Regions from separate parts of the Mus musculus genome. Here region 1 is linked to region 2. A link is a contact called in public promoter capture Hi-C data. All regions are on one chromosome and are shown on one strand. The core of a region is the stretch at or near the end of the contact, and the rest is flanking DNA. Distances in the headings are between cores, read along the strand shown. Region 1 holds the start of Agbl5 (ATP/GTP binding protein-like 5). Region 2 holds the start of Fastk (Fas-activated serine/threonine kinase).

Region 1 (7,033 bases), core at 324-2,823, 6.4 Mb before region 2:
GGGCTATCTGGTAAGGAGGGAAGGGGGGAGGGTTTACAAGAGATACTGTGCTGGTGCTCAAAGTCAATGCCTGACTATAGGATGCATCCAAGCACTCGGCCTTCCCACCCCCTGCAGTCCTCATACCTGTTGCCATTTTCATATTCCGTTTCAGCACAGTCAGGCCGGGTCCACACGTTGAACTCGTAGTCAGGGGAAGCAGCAGACCCACTAGCGGGGGCTGTTGCCACCCCTCCTACGCCTTCCCCATCACTAGACACAGTCTCCACCTTTTCCACATGGGCTAGGTTCCCTGAATCAAAGCGAGAACTGAACAGCAATCCCCCACAGCGCAGCTCCATGGTGGGGCTGGGAAAGCATCCTCTTGCCCCACACAGGCCCTGAGAGCTGGGGGGAAAAAAAATCAAAGTTGGGATAGGGAGGAAGGGCAGAAAATGAAACAATGTGTTTGGTATGTCTGGATAAATGAGAAATGTCTTTTCTACTCTATGAAGCAAAACGCTCTTATTCATAGAAAACCTGGAAGTAGCCTTTCAGTAAGATCAAGAGAAAGCACAACTCTGTCCCTGGACACCCAAGGAGTATGAGCGACCTAAAAACACCCTATTTTACTACATCACCACCGTTCCCCAATCGAATGCTCACTAGCTTCCTTAGTTGAGTTGGAAAACGCTAGATTCTCAAGCTTTTTAACAACCTAAGAGGCAGAGACTCGAGGTCGGGTGGTTGCCACTGACTCTATGAGGGAGAGGCCATATTAAAATTTCCTATATTGGCTTTGTACTGGACAGCCCGGAGCAAGAAGAACCAAGTTTCTAAGTGTAAATGGTAGCTTCCTTTCTTTACCTCTTTTGTCTTCACAAGCACCGACTGTAATTATACTCGTTTCTCGGAGACCTTGAAGAGCGTTGCTACCACCCCCTTCCTCTACTACGCCTATTATGAAAACGTAGCCTATGCCCGGCCAAAGCCACTTGCTCACCTGCCCTGAACCTCAGTTCCAATTAGGGTCTGTTTCCATCCTCCCGCCCTGTAGACACGAGCCCGTGCAAAAGCTACCCTCGAAGGTGTGGGTAACGGGCGTCCTAAGCACCCCTAGGAAGGCTGGGCCAGTAGAGTCCCGCTTGGAAGCAGCAGGCAGCTCCTCGATTCGCGAGGACCCTCGCGCTGCCTGGCTTGTCCAGGGCAGGGTGGGGTTTGGAAGCGTGGGAGGGGTCGAGACAGGTACACTGGCGGACAGGAAGGCGGGTCCTAGGGGTCAGAGGTGAGGCCACAGGAGCAGAGGGAGTCAACCAAAGGCGGGGTCGGCGGGCCGGCCGCGGCAGGCCGGGGGGCGGGGTGGCATTCGACGGGGGCTCCGGCAGAGCGGGCTGAGAAGGGGGCGGGGCCTGCCGGCGGGGCCGCAGTCCACGCGAAGCCCCTCACCTCTCTCCGGGCCGCTGCTCCCGCTCCCTCTCCCGCTAGCGAGGCGGCACCTCGGGCCCCGGCACCCGGGCCCTCCACCCGGGACCCACACAAAACCAGAGAGCCGCGGTGCCGGGACCCCACTCTGCCAGGAAACAAGAAGTCTCTTGCCTATTGGCCGCAGCTGCAGCTGGCTACCCGCCCAGTAAAGCGCACTGCCATTGGTCGCCACGCAGGGTTCCGTGCACGTTGGCAGGTACCTGTGAGGGGGCCGTTTGGGGGCTTCCGCGGGCCACCGCCGTGTGCGGCTCACTAGGCGTCTTCTCTGTAGGCGGTTAACGGCCCGCCTCCCCGAGGCGGGAAAGACAGAGCAGTGAGCAGGAAACAGGAAAAGACTTACCTGTGAATAAGAAAATAGCATGTGAAGCCGATCTTTGTTTACCGTGCTCCTAGCTCTACTGTGTAACGAAACGTGGACACAACAGATCATGAGCCTGATGGTGTGTAAAAGGAAGTGGAGGATGCGGGCATCGATCCCGCTACCTCTCGCATGCTAAGCGAGCGCTCTACCATTTGAGCTAATCCCCCAGCTGTAGTGCTGTACCTTCCTGTAACCTTTACAAGGTTTCCTGAGACTCAGTTTTCTAATGTAGTTCACAATATAAAGTAGGATGGAGCCCTCAGCAAGATTTTGAAACAGAGCCATGTAATACATACATAAGCAATAAGGACTTTTCTTGAAGTACATGTCACTATAGCTTTAACACCTAATATGCGAACAAGGTACGTTGTACTTCGACTACTTAACTGCTATATGTACTCAAGGGGTTTTCAACGTAGCCAGGAAAATACACTGCCTATCCTCAAGTAAGCGTTTCCCCCACGGAGCAATTGACCTAGGGTGTAGGTAAACTAAAAGTAGTGCACGAAGTCCTTCGAGCCGGAATCGAACCAGCGACCTAAGGATTACCATATTGTACTGACTACAGTCCTCCGCTCTACCAACTGAGCTATCGAAGGCCCCGCTGCGTCGGGCTGCTGCAGTTTTCCCTCTAATGCTTACCAAGATTTTTTTTTTTTCCCTAATGTGTTTCTGCGTAAACTAAAGGATCCCGGGCCAGAAGAAAGGCGGGCTTGCAGGCTCGCACCCTGCGGCAGGAGCTCGCCGTGAGCCGGATTGAGGCTAAAGCTGGGGCGGCCTTCCTCTCGCTAAGCAGACATTAGTTTCGGTGTTTGGGACTACGAATGCTGCTTCTGCTCCAGGTTTCCTTTGGTTTTCGGCGTGATGAAAGTATATAAAGCATGTTGTTCTGATGATGCGAAAGACATTCGCTCCGTCAGCTGAAGTGTCGGGGTCCATTCACCGAGACCCAGGCCAGAAGGGAAGACCGAGCCACGGGAGCGAGGGACCCCTATGCCCTGGACGCTGGGATGCAGCGGCGGCCCGGACTCCTACTCTCCGAGCCCACTGGCTGGGTGCAGTCCCAGGTCCTGCCCTAGTCGCTTATAACCTCGCTTTTATGGTCGAGGTCTGGGAAAGGTTTCCGCCCCACCTGGGCTTCACTGCCAACCAAGTGTCTTCTCTGCCGTGATGGGTTGACCCCTTATCTGGCTCACGTATTTGTTGCTCTTCCTCACAGGGCCAGCCCTCTATTGGCTCACAGAAAGCTCACCCATTTTTTTAAACAAAGGAACAAACTCAACGCCCAGGTCCTCTGTGCAGTCTGCTCTGACTGGCGGAGTGGTTGGGTCCAGGAACCCTCCCCCAGTCGCAGTTCTGAAACACCCAGCTAGGTAGAGAGGTGGTTTGAAATCTTACTTAGATTTCATTCTGATGGGGGGGGCGGGGGGGAGCGTGTTGCTACCGTGACCAAAACTCATCTGCCTATAGTTCTCAAGGCATGCCCTTAGCATTTGAAGCAGTTCATATTTCTCTCTTTCTCCTCCTCTCCTTCTTTTCCTCATTACAACCCCCTACCCCACTATCTGTCTCTCCCTTGTTTTATTTTTGTGAAGCCTTTAAAATTTGAGGTTCATATAACATACTTATCCCTTTGTTTCTCAAGTCTACAGCACCAAGTATTCCCAAAGGGGTCTTCCACCTACACTGATCAGGGAAAGTCCAAGTGAGCGTTTTAGTGACCTGTAGTACAATCACAATGTTGTACAAATGTCACCTCTCTATTAGAGGGCTTGTTTGTTTTTAATGTTCAGGCTGGAGCCCGGGACCAATTTTTTCTCCAACTCGAAGAGATTCGCCTGTTTCTGCATCCAGAATTCTGAGATCAGAGCATGCACCAGCACATCCCATCAAAACTTTTAAGTCACTAGGAAGAACATTCATTGCCTTTCAAGTAATCGCTCCCAGCTTCGCTTTCCTTCTTTCTCTGGCAACTACTTGTTAACCGGCTTCCAGTCTCGTTCTCTTTCTTTTCTTTTCTTTCTTTTTTTTTTTTAGGAATGTATCTAGGAATTGGATTGTAACATAGCATATTTAATTCCTTAGGAATGGCCAAGCTACTTCCCAGCGGCAACATTTGTAAAAGGTTTTATTAGCATATATGAACTATAAATACTGGGTTTTATTAACGTTCTTATCCTTTGTTTTGTTTTGATCCCGTGAGTTCTTTGTTACACTCCTGATAAGTTTCCGTCTTCCCAAGCAGTCCCTGCCCTCCTCTCTCCTTTTTTTTTTTTTTTTTTGTATGTTAAAGCATGGGCTAGAGCTGAATGCAACACCAGAAGTGTGCATGGATTCTAATTTCTCCACAGCCTTGTCAATGTTTACTTTAATAAGTTGAACTCAGTTACTCAATATCACTTCCTGATGTCATCAAAGACATTTTGAAATTATTTTCCATCTTTTGATTTTGACACTATTTATCTTGTTATGGGAGAGTTTATATTTAAATTTTCAGTATAAATACTGTTACTGTTATTATTCTGGTTTTATTGTTGTTTTGAGACAAGGCTGCTCCTAACCCAAGTGCTAGGGACCACAGACCTGCACCACCACCCTTGCCTCTTCGTGTCTGTGTTTGTGATGGAATCTCCCTATTTAGACCTGGCTAGACTGGACCTCCATATGTAAACCAGTCTGACCTTTAAGCTTTGGAGATCTCATGTGCTCTGCCTGCCGCTGCTGGGGTTAAAGGTATGAGCCACCAAGGCCGGCATGCACATTCTTAGGACTCTTTGGCCATATTTCTGTTATCCTGACAGGTTTTAAGGAATGTACTTGTTTGGTCAAGAAGTATGAAACTTTTCTACCGTCTGCTAAAAGTTTCCAATTTATCTCCCATAATATACAGATTCTATCATAGCAAATCATTGATTTAAATAATAAAGAATTCCCAGTACTTGGGAGGCAAAGGTAGGTGGATTTCTGAGTTAGAGGCCAGCCTGGTCTACAGAGTGAGTTCCAGGACAGCCAGGGCTATACAGAGAAACTCTGTCTCGAAAAACCAAAACAACAACAACAACAACAAAACTATTAAAGAATCCTTCAGAGCCACTGTGATGGCTCAGCAGTGAAGGCACTCATGGCCAAGCCTGCCAGGCCAGAGTCTGATTCCCTGGGCCTGCTAGACTTGCAGAAGGAGAGAACCAACTCCTTCAAGCTGTCCTCTGACCTCTACAAGAACACACATGCACACCCATGCACACAGTACACTAAATAAATAAACGCAAAGAGAGAAAGACTTTTTATTAATGATGGGTGTCTTAGTTAGGGTTTTACTGCTGTGAACAGACACCATGACCAAGGCAACTCTTATAAAGACAACATTTAATTGGGGCTGCCTTACATGTTTAGAGGTTCAGTCCATTATCATCAAAGCAGGAACATGGCAGCATCCAGACAGGCCTGGTGCAGGAGGAGCTGAGAGTTCTACATCTTCATCTGAAGGCTGCTAGCAGAATACTCACTTCTAGGCAGCTAGGATGAGGGTCTTAAAGCCCACACCCACTGTGACACACCTACTCCAACAAGGCCACACCTTCTAATAGTGCCACTCCCTGGGCCTCGCATATACAAACCATCATATTCCACTCCCTGGCCCTCATAATGGGCAAAATATGTTGCATCTTACATTTTTTACTTTATTGGTGAAATGAATCTTTTTGCAAGTGTGCTGTTCACTTGCATAGTTTATGTACACACACAATTTTGTGTTCGGTGCTTTTTTGATTTAGAGTAGATTTAACACAAAAAATTGCATATTTCCTGCAAATATTTTTCTCCAGGTTTCTCTTTTCTTCTCTTTTCTCCTCTTTTCCTTTTTTCTTTTCTTTTCTTTTCTTTTCTTTTCTTTTCTTTTCTTTTCTTTTCTTTTCTTTCCTTGTAGTGGTGCTTTATCATATTGACACATCTGAAAATTCTGTGCACAAACATTTATCATCCATTCTTGCTTTGATATTTAGCATATCATTATTATGTAAATGAATATGCAAATAAAACTTGAGTGTTTGCATATCTTCTTTTTAACTTTGTCCTATTTTAGTTTATTTGAAATATGGTTAGTATGGGGTATAGTTTTTTTGTTTTGTTTGTTTGTTTGTTTGTTTTTTCCGAGACAGGGTTTCTCTGTGTAGCCCTGGCTGTCCTGGAACTCACTCTGTAGACCAGGCTGGCCACGAACTCAGAAATCTGCCTGCTTCTGCCTCCTGAGTGCTGGGATTAAAGGTGTGCACCACCATGCCCAGCAGGGTATAGATTTTAAAACAGAAGCACTTGGACTGTCATGAGGGCTCGGCAGGTAAGGGCTGCCAAGCTGACAGTCTGTCTGACACTGAGACCCATGCAGTGGAGGGAGAGAACCAACTTTCTCAGATTGTCCTCTCAGCTCTACATATACCACACACACAGATACTGACTCTGTAGCACATGAACTTACACATAAGCGCACGCACACACGCACCCGCGTGCGCACACACAAAGTAAATGTACTTTTTAAAGAGAAGCATATAAAGTAAAAGAATTTAAAAATAAGTACTAGGCGGATTTCTGAGTTTGAGGCCTGCCTGGTCTACAAAGTGAGTTCCAGGACAGCCAAGGGGCACAGAGAAACCCTGTCTTGAAAAAGCCATAAATAAATACTACAAATAATTATATAACAAAATTAGGTAATTTAAATACATCCTACCAATTCCTAGAAACACACAAATTACCTAGGTTGACTCAAAAACATATGAACAAAAAAGAAGAAGGGAGGTGGTGGCCCACCCTTTAATCCCAGCACTCAGGAGGCAGAAGCAGGCGGAGCTCTGAGAGGTGGAGGCCAGTCTCATCTACAAAGCAAGTTCCAGGACAGCCAGGGTGACATGTAGATACTTTGTCTTGAAAAACAAGCAAAAAACAAAAAAGCAGAAGAAGAAGAAGAAGAAGAAGAAGAAGAAGAAGAAGAAGAAGAAGAAGAAGGAGGAGGAGGATGAGGAGGAAGAGGAGGAGGAGGAGGAGGAGGAGGAAGAGGATGAGGAGGAGGAAGGAGGGAGAGGAGGAGGAAGGAGGGAGAGGAGGAGGAAGGAGGGAGAGGAGGAGGAGAAAGGAGGGGGGAGGAGCAGCAACAACAGCAGCAGAAGGAACTCTTATTTATTGTGGGAAAGTCAGTATCCTATGATCTGAATTCAA
Region 2 (6,700 bases), core at 774-3,273:
TAGGTAAGCTTCTGGGTAAAGTTTGATGAAGGTTACATTTAAGGAGAGGGTTGCTTAGAAAAGCAAGGCCCTTTCTTGAACGTAAGGTTTCGGTGAATCGGGTGCTGAATGAAGATCTAGAACTCAGATAGCAAAGCTAGCACTTGGAATCTGGTGATGGGAAGGGACGTTACCCAAAAGCCAAGTTTGGGACTACAGGATGCTGCATCCTGGGTGCGCAAGCACACACAATAACTAGGACAGTTGAAGTTGGAATGACTTCTGACCAGGAAGTAGCCCCTCACCAGTTCTTTGCACCTCTCTAGCTCCTTAGCACCTCTGGCAGCAGCACGGGTGCCATGGCCTTGATTGAAGGCGTAGGCGATGAGGTGACTGTCCTTTTTGCGGTGCTTGCTTGCCTTCTGGTGCTGGCCCTCGCCTGGGTCTCAACACATACCACTGAGAGTACAGACCCCCAACCACAGCCGCCGGGGACCACAACACCAGCACAGCCCAGTGAAGCCATGTCAGCCTCTGACAGCATCAGAGAGGAGGCCCCAGGGGCTGAGAGTCCCAGCCTGAGACACAGAGGTCCATCTGCACAGCCAGAGCCTGACACAGGGGTCACAGCATCAACACCTCCAGACTCTCCGCAGGAACCCCTACTTCTACGGTTGAAATTTCTCAATGACTCTGAGCAGGTAGCCAGGGCCTGGCCTCAGGACACCATTGGCTCCTTAAAAAGGTAAGCTGGGAAGAGGGTAAGAACAAAATGCTAAAAATGGGGTGGGTGTCTATAGAAGGGTCACCCTATGAAGCTCTCCCTTATTTTCTGTTTGAAAAATCTGTCTCCTCACATTATACACCATTCCTGTTAATCTGTCCCCCAGAGGCCAGGATCTGGGTGGTCAGGTGTAGGGGTGGTGAAAATTGGGATTGGTCCTCTGAACAATGGGCCAGGACTGCCTGAGGCCTGCTCTCTTACCCAGGTCCCTCTCTCCTCAGGACCCAGTTTCCAGGCCAGGAACAGCAGGTTCGGCTCATCTACCAAGGTCAACTGCTAGGAGACGACACTCAGACACTAGGCAGTCTCCACCTGCCCCCCAACTGCGTTCTCCACTGCCACGTGTCCACGAGAGTCGGTCCCCCACATCCTCCCTGCCCACCGGGGTCAGAGCCCGGCCCCTCCGGGCTGGAAATCGGCAGCCTTCTGTTGCCCCTGCTGCTTCTGCTGCTGCTCCTGCTCTGGTACTGCCAGATCCAGTACCGGCCCTTCTTTCCCCTGACCGCTACCCTGGGTCTGGCCGGCTTCACCCTGCTCCTCAGTCTCCTGGCCTTTGCCATGTATCGGCCGTAGTGCCTCCACGGGCTTTTGGCAGTGTAGCCAGCCCCTCTGGACCTCATTCCCCAAGGCGCAAAGGGAGCTGCTGTCTGCCCAGGCCCACTTCACCCGCTGCCTGTCTTTTCCCACTACCCTGGAGCCCAGCTTTGCGCCGCAGAGGACTTCGGGTGTTAGCGGAGGCCGCTCCGTGTGATCTTCATAGCTCTAGGCCATCTCCTGGGGCTGCTGGACCTCAGCCTTCGCTGGCAGTGGGCTCTTCTGGATCAGGCACTTGCTGTCGCTGCCTTGGCCGCCAGGGCACCCCAATGGGCCCATCTTAGTGTGCTGACAGAGGATCTAGATACTTCTAGTTTCAAAGAGCTGCCTAGGCTGAATTGGAAACTGGTGGACTGGGAGACTGGTGAAGGGGAATCGAGAGGGGCAGAGTTGTTTTCTGGAATTTGTGCAGATTAAAGAAACTGTGACGTTTTCCTACCCAGTGTGTCTGTGTGTTGCTTGAGGGTGGGGAGCCCTTGTTCTACGAGAATGGAACCTGCCCTAGGTCCTGAGTGCTCAAGCTACCCCAGGGCTGGACAGAGGACCGCCACTCCCGGCACCTTTCAGCGCAAGCTCTGTGGCCCCGCCCCCGCGACGTGCGCATTTCCCGGAAGCGGAGGGCGGGGCTCGCGGCTCCTCTGCTCGCAGCGCCTGCTGGGAGCCACGTCTCCGCCGCCCTGGCGCTGGACTGCGATTGGCGTCTGGGGGCGATCCGGGGGCTGCTGGGAAGATGGCGGACTCGGTGGCCCGCTGATGAGGAGGCCGCGGGGGGAGCCCGGCTCCCGGGCCCCAAGACCAGCTGAGAGAGTGACCTACGCGGGGCCCGGGGAGTCATGTAGGGTGGCGCCTGAGGGGCGGACCTCGGGAGGGCGGCGGGAGCTGGTGTTAGTGGTGGTGACCACGGGCTGCTCGCCTCTTGGGGCCGGGACAGGGTGTGGGGGCCCCTCCCGCGGACAGCATCAGCTCCGCGCCTTGGCAGATAGCTCACTCGGGCTCGGCGCGCGCCCCGCGAGCTTGCGCTGTGTTCTCATTTCACTAGTGAGGAGGCTTAGGCAGAGAGGCGAAGACATTAGTTCAAGGTCACGCAGCTGGTAAGTGGGAGCGCCCAGCATGGGACCCAGCACCGGCCCGCTACTGAGCCTGCGTTCCACCCACCCCGCCGCCGCCGCCTCCTGCGGGACGGGGAGGTGGTCTTCAGGGCTCATCGCCCGGACCACCGGGGCTCCCAGGCTGGGTGCGACCACTAGCCCTGTGAATGACCTCAGGCTTAACCTCTCCGCCGCTCTGGGCCTGTTTCTCCGCCTGAGAAATGAGGTAACAGCCCTGAGACTCCTCATCAGCTTGCACGGAGCATCGAAGGCGATATGCATGTGAAATGTGAATAGAATTGCACTGAGCACACTTAAAGAATTAGGGTTTCTGTGTCAAGGAATGGGAGAAGAGGGGCAGACTGGGTAAGAATACCAGGGCAATCACACGGGATTTTTTTTTTTTTTAAACTTCAGGCCCTTTGGATGGGGAGTCAGGTAAGGACTAGATAGCATATTTTTCCCCTTGGAGGAAACCTCACCTGGTTTTCTGGGCCACCCCCTCAGGGTCTCCACCACCCAGCTCCATGCTTCGAATCCTGCTCTCTGCCCAGACTTCCCCTGCTCGGCTGTCTGGTTTGCTGCTCATCCCACCAGTACAGCCCTGTTGTTTGGGACCCAGCAAGTCCGGGGACCGGCCTTTTGGAGGAGGCCCTGTGCAAGGCCTTCAACGGCTTCTGGAACAGGCACGGAGCCCTGGGGAGCTACTGCGATGGCTGAGCCAGAACCCCACCAAGGTGCGAGCTCATCACTACCCTGTGGCACTCCGGCGTCTGGGCCAGCTCTTGGTGTCTCAGCCTAGGCCCTCTCCTGTGGAGCAGGCCACACTGCAGGACTTGAGTCAGCTCATCATCCGAAACTGCCCCTCCTTTGACGTTCACACCATCCATGTGTGTCTCCACCTTGCAGTGTTACTTGGTGAGGAGGGTATTGGAAGGTGTGGGTGTTTCGGGAAGAATAGAGGAAGAGAGAGCAGTAGAGGACCCAAGCCATTGATAAAACTCATGTTCCCATTCACCTCCCCAAGCACATTTGCTGATTGCTCTCTGTATCCATGGTGGATGTCCAAGTCAAGCAGCATCTTTCTAACTGCCGGGTACTAGGTTCTTCCTAATACAGTGCTCTAGGGAGCCACAGACGTATAGTCTGTTATACTCGGCACAAGGTGACTTTTGTATAAGGCTTTCCCCACACACTGTTGATACATCATGCTCACATGATACCAAATCACTCCACTGAAACAAGTATTTTCCCATTCAAGAAACGATGACAAGGAATTTGGGGACTCATTCACTCCACTTGGCAAGATGGCACACCCCAGCTCTCTTACCAGGATGGTCTTCATCCCTCTCTCAGGCTTTCCATCAGATGGACCACTCCTGTGTGCCCTCGAGCAGGAGCGCAGGTCCCGTCTCCCTCCAAAGCCACCCTCCCCACATCGGCCTGCCATCTATGGTGGTCAAAGGTTGGAAGTGGCCCTGAGCTGCCCCCGTTTCCTGCAGTACCCTCGTCAGCATCTGATCAGAAGCCTGGCAGGTGCCAAGGGTTAAAGGCAGAAGGGAGGCAAGGGATGAGATGAAGCCACTGGGATGAACCACCTGGGCTAGAGTGCAATCTAGCCCACAGGAGTCTTCCTTGAAGACACTGTATGACAGGCTGTTCTTCACAGAGGCAAGGCCAGAAGAACTGACTCCTCACGTAATGGTGCTTCTGGCCCAACACCTGGCCCGGCACCGCTTGCGGGAACCCCAACTTCTGGAAGCCATTGCTCATTTCCTGGTGGTTCAGGAAGCCCAGCTCAACAGCAAGGTGGGCTGGCCCCCCACCCTTCCACGTTTCTCTGAGTTGTCCTTAGCAACTTGGTCAGGCCCAGCCCCTATCCAGCTTGTTTGGCTTCTCCTGGAGCAAGCATTCCAGCTAGGCTGTGTTCCTTACCCCAGGACATCTGTCTCTTGCTCACTGGTTTTCCAACTCCCATAATCAGTAGAGTAGTATGTCTAAGGCCTTGAAACTTTCCAACGCTCCTGCATAGCTGCTTAGTTCTGCTCTAGTCCTGTGAGCCATACCCCACAGTTATGTTCCTACTATGATATGTAGCTCAAGACACTGCTTAAGCTGCAGAACTTGGGGCATGTGCTGATACGGAGGGCATTCTGCCTTGAAAGCAATTACTGACTCAACCAGGCCTCCCTGAGGTTGTACCTATCAAACATGCCAGAGAGCTTGGCATAGTGGCATGTGCCTTTAATCCTGGCACAGCGGCAGTAGCAGGAGACTCTGGGTTCGAGGCCAGCCTGGTCTGCATAGCAAGTTCCAGGTTAGCTTTAGAGACATAGAAAGACCCTGTCTCAAATGGGAGAAAGTAAGAAAGACACAGAGCGGAGTTTCCTGCTGGATAATGTTGCCTTTTTCTGCAGGTGGTACAGAAGTTGGTCCTGCCCTTTGGGAGGTTGAACTACATGCCCCTGGAGCAGCAATTTATGCCCTGCCTTGAGAGGATCCTGGCTCGGGAAGCAGGGGTGGCACCCTTGGCCACAGTCAACATTTTGATGTCGCTGTGCCAGCTGCAGTGCCTGCCCTTCAGAGCCCTGCAGTTTGTCTTTTCTCCCAGTTTTATCAACCACATCAATGGTATGCACACGAAATGGCTGGTGGGGCCAAGAGCTGTAGGGCGGGGGCATGCCCAGGTGTCAGCCGCCCAGTGTCCCCCAGTCCCTGCTTCCCCACAGGCACCCCTCCTTCTCTGATTGTGCGACGCTACCTCTCTCTACTCGATACGGCTGTGGAGCTTGAACTCCCAGGATACCAAGGCCCCCGCCTTCCCCAGAGGCAGCGAGTGCCCATCTTCCCACAGCCCCTCATCACTGACCGTGCCCGCTGCAAATACAGGTGGGCTAGGGGAGGGGCAGCCCAGGAGCAGAGCAGGAGAGCCAGAGCCAATGGTTCCTAACAGAAGATACTTTCCTCTACCACTGTGCTTTCCTTTTAGTCACAAGGACATGGTCGCTGAGGGGCTGCGCCAGCTATTAGGGGAAGAAAACTACCGTCAGAATCTGACTGTACCTCCGGGCTACTGCACAGGTGAGGTGTGGATGGGAACGGGTGGTCAACAGTTTAAAGCTTAAGGCTAAGGCTTATCTGTCCTGCAGACTTTCTACTCTGTGTGAGTAGTTCTGGTGCTGTGCTGCCTATGAGGACACAAGACCCCTTCCTGCCCTACCCACCACGGTCCTGCCAACAGGACCAGGCAAACTTTAACTCCACAACCCAAGACCCTGCCCAAAGGTAGGGAAAATGAAACAGGGTTGGGAGCCTTGGTTGCTGGTCTAACAGCAGCCTGAGCCAAGCCCCCTGCTCTCCAGGGTGGTGCTGATGCTGAGAGAACGCTGGCATTTCTGCCGAGACGGCAGGGTGCTGCTGGGCTCGCGGGCCTTGAGGGAGCGGCACCTGGGCCTAATGGGCTACCAACTCCTACCGGTAAGAAATTGTCCCACTCAGTGGGTGCATGTGTTCCTGTAGCCAACTCACTGTAACCTGCCTTCTCTCCACAGCTGCCATTTGAAGAGCTGGAGTCTCAAAGAGGCCTGCCCCAGCTCAAGAGCTACCTGAGGCAAAAGCTTCAGGCCTTAGGTCTTCGCTGGGGACCTGAGGGTGGGTGAGGAGGTACACACAGGGCTCAGGATGGATCCCCTATGGGGAGGAGGGCAGACAATTTGCACTTTGGCTTCCTGTTATTATTATTATTTTTTTCATTAAAACCCCTTTCCTTCCTGATGCTAAGTCTTGTTTCTGGGATAACTGGGCTGGGCCACCGCATCTTTCCATTCATGACCCCCACCACCAAAGACACAAGACCAAGCCTAGGTTGGGGTTGAAGCACTTTACTGCAGGATAGGGAGAAGGGGGCTTTAAATTATTCACTTAAATAAAAATGAGGAGGGGCAGGAGGAGAGGACCCCCAGCCCTCACCCCTTAGTCCCTCTGCTGTGCCTCTGGACAGCAGTTACACAGGCATGGGCCCCCTGCCCCTCAGTCCCTCTGCTGTGCCTCTGGACAGCAGCTACACAGGCATGGGCATCTCGTTGTACTCATCCACACCTTCACACTCGTCAAACACTGGCTCTGCCTCATTAGCATCCAGCTGTGAGGAGACAGAAAGGAGGGAAGGGTTGACCTTTATGGAATCATGGGAGAGAGGACTGGAAGGAAAAGAGAAGAGGGTGAGGGGTGCTTACACATTTCATTTCTCGCTCAG

Evidence for each region. Promoter capture Hi-C pulls out the DNA fragments that hold promoters and counts their contacts.
Region 1: a contact with region 2 is called in a promoter capture Hi-C map of liver, with 3 times the contacts expected there. The contact joins the promoter of Agbl5 here to the promoter of Fastk in region 2. A contact is called at or near these places in 3 of 39 promoter capture datasets (cranial neural crest, frontonasal cranial neural crest and liver).

Annotation. Positions count from the first base shown.
Region 1 is chr5:30,883,474-30,890,506 of GRCm38.p6, reverse strand. Agbl5 (ATP/GTP binding protein-like 5) reads right to left here and starts at 1,573. Exons shown (of 16, transcript NM_001374737.1): 1 at 983-1,573; 2 at 127-387. The coding sequence starts at 341. It overlaps Gm35795 (a long non-coding RNA gene), which reads left to right and starts at 1,552. Exons shown (of 2, transcript XR_376844.2): 1 at 1,552-1,660; 2 at 2,513-4,342. It overlaps n-TYgta9 (a tRNA gene), which reads right to left and starts at 2,424; the gene lies at 2,336-2,424. It overlaps n-TAagc15 (a tRNA gene), which reads right to left and starts at 1,992; the gene lies at 1,920-1,992.
Region 2 is chr5:24,440,558-24,447,257 of GRCm38.p6, reverse strand. It overlaps Fastk (Fas-activated serine/threonine kinase), which reads left to right and starts at 2,023. Exons shown (of 10, transcript NM_023229.2): 1 at 2,023-2,192; 2 at 2,953-3,363; 3 at 3,802-3,981; 4 at 4,115-4,254; 5 at 4,863-5,076; 6 at 5,175-5,334; 7 at 5,435-5,526; 8 at 5,595-5,730; 9 at 5,808-5,922; 10 at 5,997-6,218. The coding sequence starts at 2,111. The coding sequence ends at 6,104. Tmub1 (transmembrane and ubiquitin-like domain containing 1) reads left to right here. Exons shown (of 3, transcript NM_022418.3): 2 at 306-724; 3 at 985-1,795. The coding sequence starts at 339. The coding sequence ends at 1,336. It overlaps Slc4a2 (solute carrier family 4 (anion exchanger), member 2), which reads right to left. Exons shown (of 23, transcript NM_009207.3): 22 at 6,681-6,700; 23 at 6,311-6,586. The coding sequence ends at 6,506.